2 separate regions of the Sus scrofa genome follow, and region 1 is linked to region 2. The links are chromatin contacts, called in public HiChIP or PLAC-seq maps. All regions are on one chromosome and are shown on one strand. The core of a region is the stretch at or near the end of the contact, and the rest is flanking DNA. Distances in the headings are between cores, read along the strand shown. Region 1 has its middle 63 kb from the start of NID2. Region 2 holds the start of NID2 (nidogen-2).

Evidence for each region. HiChIP or PLAC-seq counts read pairs in DNA pulled down with a chosen protein or histone mark.
Region 1: a contact with region 2 is called in an H3K27ac HiChIP or PLAC-seq map of skeletal muscle, with 4 times the contacts expected there. The contact joins the enhancer-like site here to the promoter of NID2 in region 2. A contact is called at or near these places in 9 of 47 Hi-C or Micro-C datasets (embryonic fibroblasts, epiblast stem cells, heart right ventricle and 4 more) and 1 of 2 datasets of contacts at active chromatin or transcription factors (skeletal muscle).

Annotation. Positions count from the first base shown.
Region 1 is chr1:181,833,212-181,838,612 of Sscrofa11.1, forward strand. No RefSeq gene overlaps it. Among named protein-coding and RNA genes, the nearest start is that of NID2, 63 kb to the left of the region's middle. Within about 2 kb of position 2,355, at least 10 of the 83 cell types and tissues checked have an H3K27ac peak or open chromatin away from gene starts, as enhancers often do.
Region 2 is chr1:181,771,759-181,776,547 of Sscrofa11.1, forward strand. NID2 (nidogen-2) reads right to left here and starts at 1,326. Exons shown (of 20, transcript XM_021101930.1): 1 at 674-1,326; 2 at 1-41. The coding sequence starts at 895.

The DNA of each region.
Region 1 (5,401 bases), core at 1,105-3,604, 62 kb after region 2:
AATGTCATTTTTTTTTTCCTTTGGTCCTTTTAGGGCTGCACCCGCAGCATATGGAGATTCCCAGGCTAGGGGTCTAATCGGAGCTGTAGCCTCCAGTCTACACCACAGCCACAGCAATGAGGGATCTGAGCTGCATCTGTGACCTACACCACAACTCAGGGCAACGGCGGATCCTTAACCCACTGAGCAAGGCCAGGAATTGAATCTGCAACCTCATGGTTCCTAGTTGGATTTGTTAACAACTGAGCCATGACAGGAACTCCACAGTGACACTTTTTAAATCATTATAAACTCATGAATTTTTAGTTCTCTGATGTGTTCTAACTCTTTTTCATGTTCAAATGGCTCCATCTTTGGCCAATGGGAGCCTCGTAAGGATGGCTTTTTTGTCCTTTTGATGTGGCTGCTTCGAAAGATGGATTGTTTCTTCTTTGACATAAAATAATACCCCAGACTCACCTTTTAACTCCTGCTCTAGAAGTGGAATTTTCTTAAAAAGTTCTGATTCCTCTTAGTGGGGAATGGCATTTAGAGACCATAATCTGAATGCTTGTGGTGCTTTTCTACTACTAAATTTATTGCCTCTAGGCCTTTCAAGAGACAGAGCAATGAAATATGTACTTTTACATTATTATAAGAGAAAAAAAAATGAATTCATACTGATATCCCCTATTCAAATATGAGATTATGGGATTTTTACTTAATTCCTTTGATTTTATACTCATTTTAGTAATCTTACTGTTATCAGTAATACTGATGTTTTAGTATCTTTTATTTTTGATTCAACAGCCAAGGTTCACTAGACTTTTAAGAAAATTTGAACTTCGAAAATAGAAACAATAAAGGGAAGAAAAAATAAATCAGTGCAGGGGAAAAAAACCCTATAATTAGTATCCTCAGAGACACAAGAGATGATGTTGCCTCCATGGAATCATTACAAAGAAATCTTAACCTACAGTAAATGTGTTGTAAACTAAAAGTAATAAGTAATTACCTTTGGTTAACATAGAAACAAAATTGTTTGGCAAGGGGAAAACAAGATACAAATACAAAACAAGTTAAGGAAAACTCTTGTATTCCTAAGTTTAAATTGGAACTATCAATAAGAACTTATTTTTTTCTCATCTTAAATGTATATATTTTGCATTGTTTACTCTGAAAAACCTGTAAAACAATGACAATTTAGTAACAAAGAACATCCCTCATGCCCAAATGGTGGTCTCTAAATAATATTTCCCAATAAAAAGGAATCAGGAATCCTTAGAAAAATGCCACAAGAATGCAATAGTCAAACGTAGACTATGAAAAATTCTATGAAACATTTGATCAAATTTCTCCTCCAAATAGATGGCATTAAAAAAAAAGAGAGAGAGGAACTAATGTGTGCTATGTGTGGGTCTTGTCTGAATCTTATAGTATAAGAAATATATGACTTTTTCCCTGGTTATATGATATCAAAATTTACTAATTTATTTATTTATTGTTGTCTTTTTGCCACTTCCTGTGCTGCTCCTACAGCATATGGAGGTTCCCAGGCTTGGGGTTGAATCAGAGCTGTAGCCACCGGCCTACACCAGAGCCACAGCAATGCAGATCTGAGCCATGTCTGCAACCTACACCACAGCTCACGGCAACGCCGGATCCTTAACCCACTGAGCAAGGCCAGGGATTGAACCTGCAACCTCATGGTTCCTTGTCGGATTTGTTAACCACTGAGCCACGACGGGAACTCCAAAAAGTTACTGATTTTAATACAAATGATATTAGTGTTGTTATGTTAAAAAAGAGAGAGAAAGAGAGCCTTTACCTGCTAGTAATATATTCTGAAGTTTTTACAGTTGAAATGATATGACATTTGGAATTTGATTTAATACACTGAGGGGGAAAAAGTGGAGGAGACATAAGTGAAAGAAATTTGCAAAATACTGATAAATATTGAAGCTAGATGGCACAGGTTCAATACACTTTCCTCTCTATTTTTTGTAAGTTTGAAAATAACTTTTTTTTTTTTAGTTTTTTTTAAAAAGACTTTATTTAGAAATGCTAAAGAAGACCCAAATAAATGGAGAGCTATGAGGATGCTTTAAAAAGTAATTAACTAATTAAGTTAATAAAAAGAGCACAAGAAGGCAAGTGAGAATCTAGCCCAGATCCCACGCCTGGATGTCCAGCAAGCAGCAGGATGTGCCTGAAATTCCCTCAAAGCTTCAGTTCAGAGCCTGGCCTTGGCTCCAGATGTCCCTTGACCCTTGGGCCTCCTTTGCCTAGGACAGCAGTTCCCATTCCCAGCCTGCTGGTCGGAGGCCCTTTGTGCATGTGCAGCCCCATAATTCACAGATTCCTATTGGACACTGGTGAATAGTTGGTTACATTCTCCACATTTTTATGCAGATGACATTGCAAGTGGTGGAGACTAGGGACTGGGACAGCTGATTAGGAAATCACCAAGGGCAGCTCTGGGGAAAAAAAAAATCTCCCTCAGGGACACCACAGGAAGCCTGCATCAACTCATATCCCTTTTGGCTGGTTCCTTGGCCATGGTTGCAAGCCCCAGTCATGCTGCAGTCTCCTTTTCTCCAGCTTCCGTCTCCCCCACCAGCTGTTGTTTCCTCTCACTCCCTCTGCTCCCACCCCAGGTACAGAAGGACTTCATTCCATTGAGAGAACTCCTGGTGTTTCCTGGAAGCCGGTGATGATTCATTTTTATTCCCTTGAATCTTCTCCATGGCCAGAGCATTGTTTTCCATATCCTTCCCACCCTTCAGGAAAGAACAAAAGGCAATGGTGGGTCTTTGGGCCGGAGTCTATGTTAGACCATTGCATCCCACATGTGTCTTGAGCTGAGGGTTCCTCCAGCCCCTTAGGTTTCACAAGGCATTTTGAGATAAACTCTAACAGAAGGATACATTCGCTTGCCGGTTGAAGTGATGTATTCTATGATTCATCTGTTCCCTAAGATTTCCAGTTATAGTCATGCAATCTGGCCTCTACCCCTAAAGCAAACTCTCATGTTTATAAGAAGTAACCTAAATAACCCACACATTTTCAGAGCTAAAATCATGCTTCCGTCCCATGCGTTTGTAAACGCGGCAAGGTAAGATTTTCTCTGCTGTGAATCAACCATGCTTGAAAAGTTGGTACAGTAGAAACTGGTTATAAGACAAGTTTGAATAAGTTCTAACTCAAGAATATTACGTTCTCACTCCTACCTCCAAATTTTGACCAGATCAATGGGACTTTCAATTGGATTTTATTTCACGTTGTGGTCCCAGATGGAACTCTGCCCATTTTAGAAAGATGAAGTTTGGGAAACAAACTAATTCTGGCCATTCAGCATTAGATTTGCATCAGAGGGCAAATGCAGTTCTCAGAATCAAAGAATGTGAGGAGTGGACAGATGTCAGCCAGGATCTACCCTCTCCTTTTATATGTGAGAAAACTAAAGTCCAAAGGGGGTCACATTTTGCCTAAGGTCACAGAGGTCGTAAGTGAAAACGGGTTCAAGACCAGGTTTACCACAGAAGACCCCGAAAGCACTCTCTCACTCATGCCAGCTTCTGAAGTGTCCTCCTGACTGGCCTCCACCTCCTCCCTTGTCTCTTCTCCTCCCTTCCCCCCCGGTCCTCCATGCCGCTTCCGGCCAGTCACCTCCTCCACAGTTCTCCTCTGATTATGTCTCTCCTGGCTCAGACTTGATCAGTCAGGCTCAGCTGTTTCCAGTGACTTTTTCATCATGTCACGTTGCTTTCACCTGCCCTTCCCAGACCGCATGGAAGAGTAACTCTTCCCCAAGAAAGCTCTTGTATCTTTTCTAATGCAGTTTTCTCTGCCAGCAGATTCTTCCTTTTTATCAGGCAAAATCCTCCTCCCTATCAAAGGATCAGTTCAGATGCTACTTCCTCCGCAGTTCTTTCATTAACTCTCCTAAATGAAACCTATTTCTTCCCCTTGTCTTCCTGCACTGTACACGGTGACCTCGATTTTCATCTTCCGACTCGTGTAATTCTGTAGTGAGTGATGAACATTCTACTCCTTCCCACTGGTTTACAAATTCCTTTAAGTCAAAGGCGGGACGGATCTTATTTACAGCCCCAGCAGAGTTCTTTCCTCAGAGTAAACATTAAAAAAAAATTATTCAAATGAATATAACAAAACAGAAACAAACTCACAGATATAGAGGACAAACTACTGGCTAGCAAGGGGAAAGGAAAGGGGAAATGGGGCAAGATACCAGTAGGGGATTAAAAGGCACAAGTGACTATGTATAAAATAAATAAGCTACAAGGATATATTGTATAGCACAGGAAATATAGCCAATATTTTATAATAACTTTAAATGGAGCATAATCTAGAAAAACATTGAATCACTATGTTGTACACCTGAAACCAAAATTGTAAGTCAACTATACTATTTTTTCTTTTTCTTTTTAGGGCCACACCTACGGCATATCGATGTTCCCAGGCTAGGAATCGAATCAGAGCTATAGCTGCAGGCCTACATCACAGCCACAGCAATGCCAGACACCTGCAGTGTAAGTGTCTGCTACCTACACAGCAGCTCATGGCAACACAGGACCCTTAACCCACTGAGGGGGCCAGGGATTGAACCCTCGTCCTCATGGATACCAGTGGGTTCATTTCTGCTGAGCCACAATGGGACCTCCCACAGCTATAATTTTATAAACAATTTAAAATTTTTTTTTCATTAAATTGGGTTGAAATTCATTATCTTTAGAAATCCAACAGCATTCAGACCTGCAATTCTAAAGAGCTGAATTTAAATATTCTATATGTTTCTATTCTTGATATTCTTAGGTATACTGAAGGATGTTTCTATCTTCTACAATGTGTCTTCAGTAAAAATAGGATTATTTTTCCTTTGCTATTTACATAGCTTATGCTCAGCAAAAAGTTCAACTAAATATATATTTGTTGAATGCTTATAACAATTGCCAATCATCCCTGTCTGCGTCAAAGAAAGTTACAATAGCCGAATAGCTTAAGGAACTACTTTGATTAGGAATCAGAAGACCTTGGGTCTACTTCAGACTATCCCAAATATCTATCAGTGTGACCTTGGACAATAATAATCTTCCCCATGGGTAAAAAGGGCTATTTATAAAAGGTGGGTTCCTTCATGGACATGGATGCTACCTATCTAGCAACAAGGTTATTGACCAATTCTGCAAACATATTCTGAGTTAAAGCACTGGTCCTCAAACTGTAGTCCCCCGGAATGTAGCATCTACTGGGAACTTGATAGAGACACCTGTTCTTGGACACCTCCCTGAATGGGCTAGGTCAGAACACACTCAGGGTTCTGGTGCTTCCTTATTTCCAAGTGGAAGGTACTTCTGGTCCTGCAGGAGGCTGCGGTGGGGTACTTCCTCCTCATCCTACC
Region 2 (4,789 bases), core at 76-2,575:
CTAGGGAAGTCCTGGGTGGAGATGATGCCGTTGGTGCCCACCTAGGGGATGATGAGGGGGACAAAAAGGTGACGGTCGCGTATGTTGTAGGAAGCCCAAGGGCGGCCACCACAGGTCGGTACACCCGGCCTCCGCAAGGAGGGAAGGGAACCGCCCCGGGCATGAAGCGCCCTCTTCCCCATCGGCTGGAAACTCTTCTCCTGGTTCAGAGCGACCAGCGCAACTTCAGCCATCGTCCCACCCACCACCCCTACCCCATAAGCGCATGGCAATAGGTCCAGGAGCCCTAAAACCGGATCACCTATCTTCTCTCTTCCCGCACAACCCTGGAAAAAAAGCTCCAGGTCCGAGGAGGGAACACCCAGCTCGGCAGATGTTCACAGCTTTCTCGCTGCCCTAATTGGAAACCCTACTGGCCTCTTTAGCAGCTCCACCTGGGACGCTAATGCCGCTGCGAACAATTCTTCCTCTCTTGAAGCAAGAAACAGCGGATCCTGAAAAGCATCGATGCAAAGCCAGGTCCCACCCTAAGGACGCTCCAAGACCGACGGCCTTGCGGACTATTTCCTCCCTTCAGAAGGCAGGGGTTCGGTGAGATCCACGCTACACTGACCCCTGAGCAGAAGCTGCAAGAAATATGCCGCGTCCCTTACCAGGATGAAGCTCAACTTACATAGAGGTCGCTAAATTGGGCATCGTAGAAGCGCAGGGGAAGAGCCAGCTTCACCGCGGCTGAGCTTTCGTCGTCGCCTTCCTGCAGGAGTTGGTCCCCCAGCGACTGCCCGTAAGGGAATAGCTCGTCCGGCTGCAGCGCCACGGCTCGGGACAGCAGCAGTAGCAGCAGCAGCGGCGGCGCCCGCAGAGCTGGCCGCCTGGCCCCCCGGTACCCCCGCATGCTCGTTCGGCCCTGGGCTGCCCGGCGGCACAGCACTTCCCAGCCTGGCCTGCCAGCCCACTAGCCGAGCCGCGCCGGCCTCCAACCTGGATCACCGCGGGCGCCAGGGCGAGGCGGGACTTTAAGCCCGCCCTAGCCTGATTGGCCTCGTCCCTGAGCCTGGGACCAATTGCCGGCTCTGAGAAAGTTCGACAGCAGCCGCCACATCTGGTTCTCGTTAAAAGTTTTCTAAGGCAGCGGTCAACCGAGTGGCTGGACTGCAGAGGTGAAAGCCCCTGGCCCGTGCTTGGAACTACGCCTTCTCCTCCGCTTCCGCTCCCCAAAAGCTCAAGGGGTCACCTTCACCCCACCAGTGGAAGCCGGCCAGGGGTCCCGCCGAGACCCTCCCCCGGACCAAGTGGCCCGCACTGTCCGAAGGCAGCAGCGCTGCAGATGACCTCAGTGTGAAGGGGCACCCCGCGGCAGTGTGTACAGCTGCTAGCTGGCACGATGTGTCCCGCGCAGGCGAACAGGGCGAAGCTGGCGAGGTTTACGGTTTGAGCCCTGCCCTGGGGTCCCTGGCCGAGAAGCAAAAGTCAATGTCGCAGCCTCAGCTTCCTCGCCCGCTCCACTCAGAGACGCGATGCGGAGAAGCACGTTTGTATGGAGCCGGGAGTGGGGAGTCGGGGAGTGGGGTGGGTGGGGGGAGCGTAGCTGACTCCGAAATTCTATACCCCTCCCGAAGGCCGCCTCCAAGGAGGACTGGGCCACTGGGCCAAAATGCCTGCCAGTCCCAGTCAAGAGAGTTATTTACCTTCCCCGGGGAAAACCGCGCCCGGAGAAGCAATGAAACACGACTATGTGATGGGCTGTTTGGGGCGTGGAATGAGGCATCCGGTTTGGACACCAAGCAGAAATGGGCCACGGCGCCACGGTGGAGGGACTCTGGGTCTCTAGCCCCACTGTCTGTGGACATCTGAGCGGCCCGTGACCGCAGCCGCAGAGGTGGTAATCCGAGCTCTCTGCGGGACTGGAAACCACACAACCTCCAAACCAGATGCCACGGTGTGGGGGAACCCCATGCACCATAAACATCCTCACTGCCAAGAGCCAGAAGCCGGACTAGATTTTATTACCAATTTTATTATCAAGAGATTGAAATTTCCCAGATAGTCTGTTTTCTCACTCAGGCCCCACATAGGGTCCTAGGAAGCAAAGGTATTTAAAAGAAGGGAAAGGCAAACCCTTGGAAATGCCTTAAGGGACTCTCAAAAGACAGATTTTTTTTGTGGGTGTTTATTCTAGTTATATAAACCCTTACCAGCCCACAGGGCCAACCTCTAAAATCTTGTAAAGATCAGACTGTGAGATTCATGAAATCAACAAAAAAAGGAAAACTGGCCCAAAGCAGTTTGCTTCCTCGGACTGTGGAGACCTGCACATTTGGTGTTCCAAAAATGTATTTGTTTTTGCATATATGTTCTCATTTAGAGATATTTTCATTGTAATGAGGAGGAAATGGAAGCTCAAAATCATTAAGTGGCTTGATTTGCCCAAGATCACCTAGAGTTACTCCTTGCTATGAAATCATTCACCCACTTTCTGTAGCTTTTGTAAACCTCTCAACTGAGAATAATAATTGCTAACATGTATGTAGTGGTAATGAGCCATAGGTTAGTGGGTCAGGCAGACCCTTAGATCCCCTCCTGTGGGATCATCCATTTCCTCTTGTTCATTCCCTTGTAATCCCCCACCCTGGAGTGTAGGCTGGCCTAGTGACTTCCAAACCATAGAATGTGGCAATAACAGTGAGAAATATTTCAATGATTAGGCTAAATCGTCTTGCTAGCAGACTCTCTCACTGGGTTTGATGAAGAAAGCCATTATATTGGGAAGGTCCAAGTGGCAAGGAGCTGAGGGCAGCCTTTGGCCAATATCCAGCAAGGCACTGAATTCTGCCAACAATCATGTATGTGAGCTTGGAAGTGGATCCTTCCCCAGACATGTCATGAGACGACATCTTAGCTCTGGCTGACACTTTGATGGCAGCCTTGTGGGAGACCTGAAGCAGAGGAGCCCCACTAAGCAGGGCTCAGATTCTGGACCCATGGATACTGTGAGAATTTAATAAAGCTGTGTTGTTTTAAGCTGTTATGGTTTAGAATTTTTTTTTTTCCCTAGGGCTGCACACACTGCATATGGAGATTCCCAGGCTAGGGGTCTAATTGGAGTTGCAGCTGCCACCACAGCCACAGCCACAGCAATGTGGGATCTGAGCTGCTTCTGGGGCCTACACCACAGTTCATGGCAATGCCAGATCCTTAACCCACTGAGTGGGGCCAGGGATCAAACCTGCATCCTTAGATACCAGTGGAGATCTTAACCTGCTGAGCCACAATGGCAACTCTCTAGGATAATTTTTTATGCAGCAGTAGGTAAGTGATACAGTTAGACACTGGGCTAAAGAAATTAAACCTGTGTATACTACTCAGCCATAAAAAGAATGAAATAATGCCTTCATAGCAACATGGATGGACCTAGAGATTATCATACTAAGTGAAATATATGTCTTTGTCCTACAAAGACAAATATCATATGATATTGCTTATATTTGGAATCTAAAATATGACAAAAATGAACTTACCTATGATAGAGAAAGACTCAAAGACACCAAGTTGCTAAGAGGGGTGAGGGGGATGGATTTATTATTTGTGATTAGCAGATGCAAACTATTACATACAGGATGGAGAAACAACAAGGTCCTACTGTGTAGCATAGGGAAGTATATTCAATATCCAGTGATAAACCATAATAGAGAAGAATGCAAAAAATAATATGAGTGTGTGTAACTGAGTCACTTTGCTGTGTCACAGAAATTAACATAACACTATAAATCAACACTTCAATAAAATAAAATACTTTAAAAAAGAAATTAAGACTTGGGTAAGAAGAAGTTTACTGCTACATGGCTAGGAAGTACAAGAGCTGTGATTTGAATTCAGTTCTGTTTGAGTTGTAAACCTCTACTTAGATAGAGTTCCTGTATGGCTCAATAGAATAAGGATCCAGCATTGTCACTGCAGCAGCCCAGGTTGCTGCTATGGCGTGAGTTCATATCCCTGCCCCAGGAACTTCCACAAAAAACACAAGGCCCTCTGCAAGATAGCTCAAGCGTCCTTTTCTAATTTCAGTTCTGGCAACTGCTATCCTTTTAGCTGAGACTTTAATTCTCAAATGCAACCTCCTATTTTATAGTTTGGAACATCCTCACATGCTAGCAGTCCTTCCGCCTATAATGCTTTTCAGAATCAATCTCATCTAGCCAAAACTGACTCATTCTTCAAGACTTGAATCAAAACCCTTCTCTTCAGGAAGTATTCCTGGAAGCCGGCCTAACATGGAAGCCCCCTCTCTGTTCCACATGCCCAGTGTTTGTCATTATCAAATCTCCTCTCATCTCTGGTCTCTGCATGTCCCCACCACCACCACCACAGTTGGAGGGCAGGGACTTTGCCTCATTCAGGGCCTGCAGCAAGGCTTGCCTGGCTCATTGGGGGATGCTTAAAGAAATGTTTGTTGAATGAGTGAAGCCAAGCAAGGCAACCTGGGGCTAGGATCCATGTCTGTGGCTCCAACGAAACATTCTTGTCCCTACACCACCTTTCCTGTTAACCTGACTTGAGTTTTGTAATCCTCTTTACCAGTCTGCCTAGTGACTCATCGATCCCTGCTCTCCAGTTTTTGTCATTCTTTCATTCATTCATCCACTCAACAACTATTTCCTGGGAGGGTACCATGACAAACAATGCTGTAAGAAATAACGGAGTGCAAGATGTGACTCTTGACCTTAAGGATCTCACGATCAGTTGGGAAAACATAAATATGAAAAAAAAAAGGAGCAATTCTTCAAATGTA